Linked DNA regions of Xenopus laevis: region 2 is linked to region 1. Evidence: chromatin contacts called from public Hi-C data. All regions are on one chromosome and are shown on one strand. The core of a region is the stretch at or near the end of the contact, and the rest is flanking DNA. Distances in the headings are between cores, read along the strand shown.

Evidence for each region. Hi-C and Micro-C count contacts between places; a contact is called where the count stands out from the background.
Region 2: a Hi-C map of the XTC cell line shows a contact between it and region 1, with 2.8 times the contacts expected there. The contact joins two enhancer-like sites. A contact is called at or near these places in 2 of 4 Hi-C or Micro-C datasets (the XL177 cell line and the XTC cell line).

The regions. Positions count from the first base shown.
Region 1 is chr8L:17,265,680-17,270,937 of Xenopus_laevis_v10.1, reverse strand. No RefSeq gene overlaps it. Among protein-coding and RNA genes, the nearest start is that of LOC121396886, 51 kb to the left of the region's middle. Within about 2 kb of position 1,592, at least 1 of the 7 cell types and tissues checked has an H3K27ac peak or open chromatin away from gene starts, as enhancers often do.
Region 2 is chr8L:17,440,758-17,446,691 of Xenopus_laevis_v10.1, reverse strand. It overlaps nek6.L (NIMA-related kinase 6 L homeolog), which reads right to left. Exons shown (of 10, transcript NM_001097145.1): 9 at 3,468-3,581. Among protein-coding and RNA genes, the nearest start is that of psmb7.L, 46 kb to the left of the region's middle. Within about 2 kb of position 3,906, at least 1 of the 7 cell types and tissues checked has an H3K27ac peak or open chromatin away from gene starts, as enhancers often do.

The DNA.
Region 1 (5,258 bases), core at 343-2,842:
TCATTTTCGTAGTCAGTTAACCCCTTTAAAGATCATGGTGGGGGGGTGGAGATATTCAGGCATAGGAATAATGCGTTCATTGAGTCTTTCAACTAAATCCTACTTCTGTTCTTGATACCTGTGTGGTCATTTGCCACTGCTTGAATAAAGATCTAATCCTGAGCTAAAGAAGCCATATTTTGGTCTTATGTTGCCACTGGATATTTTCATTTGAGAAGGTGGAAACCCTCACCAATGAAATGAGAGCAGGTATAGTTGGGTTGGAGGCCTGGTATGTGAGTACTACCGAAGAAATGGCTATCTTTGTATTTGTGCCTACTGAAAATAATGTATATGTCTATTAACTGAAGTACCTTTCCTGAAAAGTTTGGCGAATATAAACCAAAAAAAACAAGCAATAATAAACACGATATAGATGGCTAAAATTCAAGGGTGTCTACTTAATTGTCATATTATAAATTGGGAATACCACAGGACTTATTCCCCAGGAAACCAAAATAGTATACTATAAAATGTATTACACAAGATTTTCATCCTACCATCTTTAATTGTATCTGGTTATTACATAGTGCAACCTAAAGGAGAACTAAATCCTAAAAATGAATATGGCTCAAATGCCATATTTTATATAATGAACCTATTGCACCAGCCTAAAGTTACAGGTTCTCAATAGCAGCAATGATCCAGGACTTGTCACAGGGGGTCACCATCTTGGAAAGTGTCTGCGACACTCACATGCTCAGTGGGCTCTGAGTAGTTATTGAGAAGCTAAGCTTAGTGGTCGTCGCAAATTATCAAGCAGAAAATGAGGTTTGTCTGTAATATGAGCTGATGCTATAGGGCTGATTATTAAATTCTGATGCTAATTGCACTGGTTTCTGTACTGCCATGTAGTAATTATCTGTATTAATTACTAATCAGCCTTATATTGTGACATTTCTATTCTATGTGTACTGTATATTGTGAGTGAGTCCCTAAGCTCAGTAAGTGACAGCAGCACAGAGCATGTGCAGTGAATCAGCAGAATAGAAGATGGGGAGCTTCTGGGCCATCTTTGGGGACACAGATCTTTACTGCTAAAGGACTGTGTTTGCCTTGGGCTGGTACAGAAGCACAAAACATAATGTACAACATTTCTAGCTACTTCTTTAGTTCAGCTTTAGTTCTCCTTTAAAGAGGACGCGTCTTGCAGAGGTTACAGATTGCTGCTTGACTATGTGGGACACATTCCACCCCTGCAAAATAAATTCTTAATTCCAAATGATCTGTAATGTGTTCTATTATCAGGCAGATACTCTTCTGCCAGATAACTGTGGTTTTGTATTATGTTAATCCGAGACTTTAAGACACAGTTGCAGAAGAAATATCGCTGTGCATTTAGCTGCAGCTGTCTTTTATTGTATCCAAATTGGACACAAAAATGGTTCTGAGATGCTCCCTGGGAATACATTTTGTTAAAGGTCGCCGTAGAAATGAAACCTTTAGGAAAAGTTAATGTGCTATCAAGTTCACTGAAACTTGAACATACGTACTGCCACCTAGTGGCACTGCCAAGCATCAAGTGCTGAACCAGTATCGCTCTGCATACAGTGTGCAAAAAGCTGATTTTAAAACGCATAGAATAGTTTACTGAAAATTTGTTTTAGATTCAGATGTATATTTTTAGGGGATATCACTTTCATATCAATATCCAAAAATGAAATGTATAATTTTGAATATGCTGCTCTTGATTACAATGAGGGCTTCCCTAAATTCCGTGAATGCTAAAATCTGAATAGAGCATGTTATGCATCTATCAAACATTTCCTACATACAGTACATGCTGAGTATTTCGGATTAATATCAATTCCCAAGTTTTGCGGCTCTTGTAAACATCAGCCCGCAGTAAAGGATGTAAGTAATTGTAGTTCCCAGCATCTAGATGGCTGTGTAAGGAGACTGAGTGCTCCCAGAGGACAAGTATTGTTAAAATTCTTGGCAGGTATCACTAAGACTAAATGCTCTTCAAGTGATGTGGTTCTCTGTGATGACATAATTTGTTACCAAATCCTTTAAATAGCTGCCCACTTCCTCCACATACTGCCCAATTGTTGAACTAGTTCTTTGTGTTCCTTGGCATGTTCTTTTTCTGATTATGTCTTGTTTGCCCCCAGACCAGTGCTTCTTTTCTGATTCATGCTGCCTACCCTGTACTTTGGCCCAGTGTCGGACTGGCCCACCGGAATACCAGGAAAACTCCCGGTGGGTCCGGGTGTTAAAAGGCCCTCTTGCTTCTAACCATTTGGCCTATTTCACAGTCATTCCTTATTTCTTTATAGGAAAACATGATTAATAATGGAAGAATATAGTAGAAATAAAAGACTAGGAGAATAAAGAGGTTGAGTGAGGAGAGGAGGAATAATAGTTTGTAAAGTGGGCCCATGGTCTAGAGTTTTCTGGTGGGCCCACAATCTAAGGTTTTCTGGTTGGCCGCTGGCATTCCAGTCCAACACTGCTTTGGCCTATTGACTATGTCTGACTGTGATTAAAGACCTTCTTAGGACCTTCCCCCAGTTCTCCACCGATTGCCACTGTACTAATAGCAGCCCTGATGGAGGCATATAAACCCAAGCTTAAATACTGGCAGCTATTGTGTACTGATGGGCTAACTTTACACCTTTGAATTAAGAATATACATTTAAAAGATCTGTTACCTGGAATTCTAGGGACCTGGGGTTTTCCAGATTAGGGTTTTTTTTCTGTAATTTGGATCACCATACCAAGTCTCCTGAGAAACATCTAAACTTAAAATAAACCCCAAAGGTATCTCTTTATGAAGTGTCCCTGCTATTGGTATGTCTTATGTGCTATTAACTGGAATGCTTGGGGTTTTCCAGATTAAGGTTTTTCTGTAATTTGGATTGCCATACCTTAAAGTGACACTGACACTAAAAAACAGCTCTTCAAAATATTAATGTACATTTAAAGTTGACCTATAGGTCATGTTGATCATTTTTTGCTGATAGGTCTGCTTTTGTAAGTAATTGGTACTTGAAGTTCCTAAACCTGACTATTTTGCCAACCTGACTGTCCTTTTTGCCAACCTGACTGTTGTTTCTAATACTAACTGACTTCTGCTGCACAAAGATGACAGCCCCCTCATAGAGGAACATGGGCAATGGCTAGCATGCAAAGACAATATAATGATAGACGTAAAAACGTCAGACGTAATTTGTGGTGTCTCTTTAAGTCGACTAAACGTTTAAGCATAAAATAAACCCAATGGCATCATTTTACCACCAATATGCCAATATGGATTCATGCAGCTTAGTTAGGATCAAGTACAAAGTACCGTTAAATTATTACAGATTTTTTTTTTTAAAAAATAATTTTTAACAATTCAAATTATTTGTTTAAATTGACTCTGGGAGATGCACTTCCCATAACTTGGAGCTCTCCAGATATTGGGTTTCTAGATAAGAGAACCATAACCTGCATGTATGTTTTTTAAATGCACACTGATATAATTTGTGTTCTCTAGGCCAAAAATATCAATCACCATGATACTGTCACCATTTCGACTCCTAGCTCTCACACGCTGTGCCTTATTAATCATCTGCCAGTTTGTATTTGATATCTTTTGTCCTGAGCTCACATAAACTGTTACCTCTGCAGTAAGACAGTTTGGACATGCTTTGTCATTTATAATGAACTAAAAGCTTAACTGGCAGAACTTTAGTAAATCCAAAACAGTACATTCTGTTCCGAATGCTGCCTGGAACTCACATGGTGATAACCAACCAGATATCTATACAGGGAGGGCTAAGTAAATAGCATGATCCCAATGGTTATGAGACCTTTAGGTGCAAGTTGCTAATCATGCCTTTGCTAGTTCTGTATTACTGAAACAATTTATATTTTTTAAGTCTATGACACATTTTACCTAAAAAGGCACAGCTTTAAATAAGAAAATGAAACATGCAATTTATTTCATTTTTGCCATAGTTCTGCGTTAAGCTATGTCTTTATGAAGTGTCCCTGCTATTTTTATTTCTTTGGAAAGCCATAAATGTTTGTTTTGTACAAACATGCCCAGCAACACACCAGACTACCTCCTGTTAGCTAGCTGCTTCCACAATAGGAGGGCTATGAGAGGTCACAGGGAAGTGGCCAGCCATCCTGAGGCAAGAATAAAACTGGAAACTGAGCCCGTAACACATCTTTACAAGTTACTGAGTGAATGAAACTAAGGTTTTAGCTCTTTATATCTCCAAAAAAACCAATAGAATGAATAGAGTGAAAAATAAGAATGACTGCACAAGGGCCATTTCAAAAACCTTCTTTAATTGCAAACCCCAAATCGCATTTCCTAAACGACTGTAGTCAAATCTTAGATGGTAGTAGTCACATGAAGTCGGTATATGAAGACCAAGATGATCTGCTGCAATGGTATATCATGTTTCCAAGATCTTGGTTCACGAAGTGTGAAAAGATGCAGATGTAACATACACAATTATTCAGTGTTTTAACGCAGGGTTATATAGGATACAATCTATATTAATGTTTGCAATGTAACACATTTTTTGCTGAAACTAAAGAGATTTTGGAGGCAACAGGAGACAGTATTGATCTGTATATTACTACCACAGACAGGTTCTATTTTAGCACAGGAAGCCCAGAAGCATACTGATTGGTCGTTATATGTTCCTGAACATAAATAGATGTAGTCAGTGCGTGTATTGACGCCATGCATTAAAGGTACAGGTATGGTATCGATTATATGAAAACCAGTTATCCAGAAAGTTCTGAATAAAGGAAAAGCCATCTCTCATAGACTCTATTTTACCAATTAATCCAAATTTAAAAAAAATGATTTCCTTTTTCTCTGTAATAATAAAACATGATTCTTCTTACTTGATTCTACTTAAGATACAATTAATGCCTGTTGGAACCAAAAACAGCCTATTGGGTTTATTTAATGTGATTTTTTAGTATGAAGATCCATGATTTTTTGTAGTGTGAAGATCCAACCTATGGAAAGATCCATTATGCAGAAAACACCAGGTCCCAAGCATTCTGGATAACAGGTCCTATACCTGTACTTGTATCCAAAGCCACTTTCTTCTGCTTATGTATAGATGTAGTATGAACAAATAGCATGCAAGGGTGTGTACTGATGCAGGGGAACCGTGAAGCTACCGCCTCCTTCAAGCTGGTGGTATTTTCAGGGTTCTCACTGCAACCTGCAGCAGGACGACCAGCTGACTTGGACCTAAGAA
Region 2 (5,934 bases), core at 2,657-5,156, 170 kb before region 1:
TGGCAATATCGCCTGAAATGGTCTTTTTAGTTAATGGACACATCGTACATTTAAATGATCATTTCGAGATAATGGTGGTCTCACGATAACGATTGGATCTTTTAAAAATCTTTACATCCATGGCTGGCTTAAGAGTCTGCACCTGAATCACTGAGCTGCCAGACTAAAAAACAATAGTGACAGAAACATTCAACTTTAAAATTAAAAAAATAATAAATGGAAAGTAATTGAAAAAAGTCTTTGTCTGGGGAACAATCTAAAAAAAAGCAGCTTAACTGAAAAAAAGTGTTTGGAAGGTGAACAACCCCATTAACTGAAACTTTTAGTAGAACATAATTTTTATGAAATTGTTCTATGCTCCAGTGCAGAAGGAAGAGAAGATATGGCTGAAAGGAGGGCTCCGGTTTATTTGTATTTGGCTCTACGTTGTATAAAGCAGAGATGATGGCATGCTCAAGCAAATGTCTTAAGAAAAGACAATGTGCTATTTCTGCTGGCAGCCTGTACTGACAGATACACCAGAGCCAAAGGGCTGGCCCCTACGCACTCCAATCTCGGCACTGGGCTAATAGAGTATTCACACCATCTGGAGCCTGGCTCTGCCCGAGCTGGTGCTTGGGAGCCTTAAACACTCCTTCGCACCCTGAATTGTATCACTGTACGTACATGTGCTCTTTAGCACTGCCAGAGGGAGGTGGACAGACACTAATTGTACAGACAGGAAACACATCTGTCAGTTTACACTAATTCCTCCAGCCAGCAGGCAAATACTGAGCTGCATGAAATACAGAAACAGCAGAGGCTTTCTATTCACAGTCAGGATTATGCCTGCACTTTGCTTCGGAGTCCCACTAAATAGCTGCAGACCTTGTATTCTGCATCTGGGCCTCACATCAGTGCTGCACCAACAGGATTCATAGAGATTAAATCCATACAACTGTCATTTTTTGTTTGTTTCCGGGGGACAATTTCACGTTATATCCTTTCTGCGATTGGCGTTCGTCCACTAACACTACGCACGCTGCCAGCAAATCGTTTCTGTGCCGTTTTGATAAAATGGGAAAGTGGATTTTCATGGGCCCCTTTGTATGATTTTACAAAAGTATGAATTCAAGCGCTGCTGTTGCTGAAGCAAAGATGGTATCACCAGCAGGTAGGGATGGGTGAATTTTTTCGCCTTGTTTCGCCGCAAAGTGACGCCCATAGACTTGTGCATCAAAAAACAAAAACGAATTTTGGCAAAATGAAACGGGTCAAAATCGCCCATCCCTACCAGCAGGCCCTGAGGTGCGGGATCTGTTATCCGGAAACCTGAATTACAGAAAGGCCGTAGATGCCATTTTATCCAAATAATCCAAAATTTGAAAAATGATTTCCTTTTTCTCTGTAATAATAAAACAGTAGCTTGTACTTGATCCAAACTAAGATATAATTAATCCTTATTGGAAGCAAAACCAGCCTATTGGGTTTATTTAGTGTTTATATGATTTTCTAGTAGGTAAGGTATGAAGATCCAAATTATGGAAAGATCTGTTATCCAGAAAACCCCAGGTCCCGCACATTCTGCATAGAAGGTCCCATACCTTTATTAAACAGTTCCATGGTTTGGATTTATGCAGAACCTGACACATTAAGGGCAGAGACACACGGGGAGATTAGTCGCCCGGCAACAAATCGCCTCTTCTTCGGGCGACTAATCTCCCCAAACTGTCTTCCTGTTGGCTAGAATCTAAATCTCTGGCGGAATGGCACTCGGAGCACTTCCTTTTTCCGAATTTGCCCGAAGTTTCCTCGCCAGCGACTTTCCAAGAAATCTCCACGTGTGTCTCTGCCCTATTTGTGTACCTGGAGATTTCTGTTCCCTGCCATGGCATCTGTTTTTGGTATTAAACTTTATGAAAAAAAGAGGTGAACATCCCTCTGCTCTGTAATAAAGAGACCTCTCCAACCCTCCTCTGCTAAGACTAGACTTAACACACATGCAGTGTGGTTTCTCATAGTACAGGGTGAGGTTTTTCTTTTTGGCAGATTAGAGAAATGGGTAATCAATGGGGGTTCCAAACTATTAGGCACCCTGCAGTGATTATAGTTCCTATCCTCAAACTCTGGGCCATCTCTCTTTTTAGCTAAAAAATGCACTGGTCCAGGTAACTAGTGGTGAGAGCATCACTCCTCCATGTCTGATACCCGGTGCGGTGGAATATAACTTTTCATCATCATCATTTACTTACATAGCGCCGACAAGATACGCAGTGCTTTACCCTAGATATAACAAACAGGGAATAAATGGCGGATAACAAACAAGGGTTACAGAGTTCAATAGGATTAGAGGGCCCTACAAATTACAGTTACCAAACTAAATGTTAGGGTACAATTGAGACATTAGGATTGATTAATTAAGGTACGTTGAATAAGCTTCTTTAAACAGGTGGGTCTTTAAGGAGCGCTTGAAAGTTTGGAAAGAAGGGGAAAGGCAGAGAGAAGCAGAAGCCAGAGAGAAGTCTTGTAGACAAGGATGGGCAGAAGTGATGAGAGAAGAGAGGTGAAGATCAGAAGCAGAGCAAAGGTTTTGTGAAGGAGAGTATTTGGAGTTCAGAGATGAAATATAGGGAGGGGCTTCATTATTAAGGGCCTTGAATGTGAGTGTTAGTAATTTGAATTTGATTCTAGAGGAGATTGGGTGCCAGTGAAGGGACATACATATGGGAGCAGCTGATGTTGAGCGGTGAGATAGATGAATGAGTCTAGCAGCCGCATTTAGAACTGATTGAAGTTGTGAAAGGTGACTTGTTGGAATACCTGCGAAGAGTAGGTTGTAGTAATCAAGGCGGGAGATGATGAGAGACTAAATCAGTGTTTTAGTTGATTCTGAACTGAGATATGGTCGTATTTGGGCAATGTTGCGCAGTTAAATACGACAAGATTTTGCAAGTGTTTGAATGTGTGGTGGATTAATAAGGAGGTGGTGGTGCTCACTGTCATAATTCCCTAGTCTTTTAACGTACCAATAATTTAAAAAGGACAAATGCGAGTCAAGGATAACTCCTAGGCAGCGTGTGTACTGTGCTTAATATACACGGGCGTAGAGCAGTGGAAAAGATCCCAGGAAAAGGATTAATAAGGAGGTGGTGGGGCTCACTATCATAATTCCCTAGTCCTTTAACGTACCGCTAATTTAAACCGAGATTGAACTCAATACTATTTTTTGGCTGTTTTAACATCATTTAAACAAAGGCGACATTTTGTTATGGAATAATGTTTGCTACTGTCTAGCAACCCGTAGAAACCAATCAGCAGCTAGCGCGTTTGCTTTGTATGGGTAATGTCTTGGGCAAGCTTTCGCCTTAAGTTTCTTGCCCTTTTCAAGTTAATTTGAAGCACGTGAGCAGCAAGATCTGGTTGGGGAGACTGCCCAGGATCCAATTGCAGGACCACTTGTTCCCCCTAGACATATACCAAGTGCTTACCTTTTCCGAGTAGTGTTCTTTGGGCAGAGGAGGGTAGTCACACTGTTCTATCTTCTGACACAGGGAAAACAAGTTCATTTTGTCTCCATAGAAAGGACTCTGTAAAACCGCCATCTGCAAAGAGTACAAATGTCAATACCATTAGTATCAGTTACGTATAGGGGACGTGTCACTTGAGCTAAGTACAAATGATGCGTGTGGTGTGATTGAACGTACATAGAGTTGCCATCCTGCCGCTATTTTACTATCCTAGCCGGTAAAAACACCTGCCAAGGCCAGGGCCGGTGTTACAAATTTACTGGCAATATAGTTACCGGTAAATTTGTAATACCCTTAACAAAAGCCCTTGGCCCGTCCTCAATCCGCTGAAAACGTAACTTTTCTCAGCTCCTCAACCTGTGCTCTGGCCATTGCACGCTGTGGCTCCAACCCATTTTACAGCACGGACCACCCCTTCTGTCCCGGCCCCCCATCAAAAGGTGGCAACCCTAAACATACAGGAAAACTGGGGATGTTTAAATGGCATGTAGCTTGTAAGCTCCTAGCCCATTAGGCAGACTGAATCCCAGAAAAAGGCTAATGGGGTAACGTCTATGAAGCTTTTATTCATTCAGGTCATGGTATATCTAGTAGAAGTAAATCTAAAACAACTGGACTTGCTGAGTAATCAGTGTCCGGACTGGCAATCTGTGGGTTCTGGCAAATGCCAGAGGGGCTGCTGTATGGTTCCATAGAAAGTTACCATATAGGGGGCTGTTTGGACCTCTGTGTACTTGCCATGGCAGGGCCTATTTTGACTCCCAGTCCAGGCCTGTTGAACACGTTTCACTACTCATCCAGCAGTTTCGTCAGTTCATCTGACTGGTACGGGAAATCCTCGGCATATAAATCTTCCAATAATCCGATCACAATGGAGCAGTGTAAGTAGCAAGTGCAGTTGCTCTAGATTTACTTCTACTAGATATCTAATGGGGTAACGGTCTTGTAACCTATAGCAACCAATATGGGTTACTAGACCTGGACAAACATTGCACCTTTTATTACACTGGTACAGGGATACTATTGGCACACATCAGCCGGTTGGTTCATCAGTGTCAGGTCACTATTCTCAGCGCTGATGGGGGAAGATTAAAATGCATTTTTTTAAAAAAAAAAAAATTTCCCCTGGTTTCCTGACACTAAACATCCAGATGAGAAATAACAAGCACATTTTATACACTCCTGATAAACAGAAAGACAGGCACACAAGGCCTGAATATTTATTTGCCCGCAAGCGCTCCCACTGACGTTTCTATTAGCGGCGAATATGGAGCTGCTGAAGGGGTTAATGTCGCCTTCAGGTTCAGTAAGCAAGAGGCAGAATTTTTTTTTTTCCCCCTCTGCGTTCGACCCCTCATTGTGTCCCAGCTGCTTATTAAACCATTATGTGATTGGAGAGCTCCTTGTCACTGTCCTTCACTGTCACCCCCCCAGCACCGAGCCACTCTCCGGCCCCCGTCCTAATGAGCTTATACTGGGTAATTGTTGATATTATCCTGTTTTGCTGCAAGGAGCGTGTGCTGCTTGGCCCTTTCCTTGGCTGATGTTTAATGCTGCTCGTTAGGATTTTAATAAGGGATTATTTGATAATTATTCTGCCCTTACGTCCTCAGGTTAGAGATTGTGCTCATTACTATGCGCTGTGACAGGGATCCAATGCAGAACGGCTGTCCTTCCATGACAGACATTAAACCCCCATTGTGAGGAAAGGCAAGAGAAACAAGTAGAATTTCTTTATAGCTACAAACTCACTTTTAACCCCTTTATGGCTGTAATGCAGTCACCCAGCGGTTTTATATATATATATATATATATATATATATATATATATATATATTTACAGCTCCCAGCAGCCCTAATTTCCTTTACCAACAGATGGAAGGGCACCCCTGATATGATTTCAAGCTTTGGAATTCTTTATAAGCTTTGGGGATCAGATGCAAAACTGGAGGCCACTATATAGAAATGTACTATGGATAATTCCATTCTTTTGGATCCGTAGTAACATAGTAGGCTGAAAAAAGACACGCATCCATCAAGTTTAATTCGACGGATTCCTATAGCCATGTGAAGGATGATATCTCCTGATACGCTTCAGTCGGGGGAATTACACAAATCACAAATGCTCCTTCTACAATTCCCCTTGATACAACTGAACATGGTGACCTGAACCTCGACCGGGGAAGAGTCGCCAATTCTATCTGAAATAAGTGACAATTTGGAGCGCGGCGCAGAGACTTCAGGCGCTCGTGTGTCCCTAATCAGTGCGGTGCTGGGTTTGGGACTAGCGTTTGACATTTTGATTAGAACCTTTATATGAATGCGTCCAGCCCAGACACTGACTGGTTTAGGGAAACCGTGAAATCTCTGTATATTTGTGCATCAATTGCCTATGAACGGCATCGCTTGTAAGGAAAGGCAGAGACCG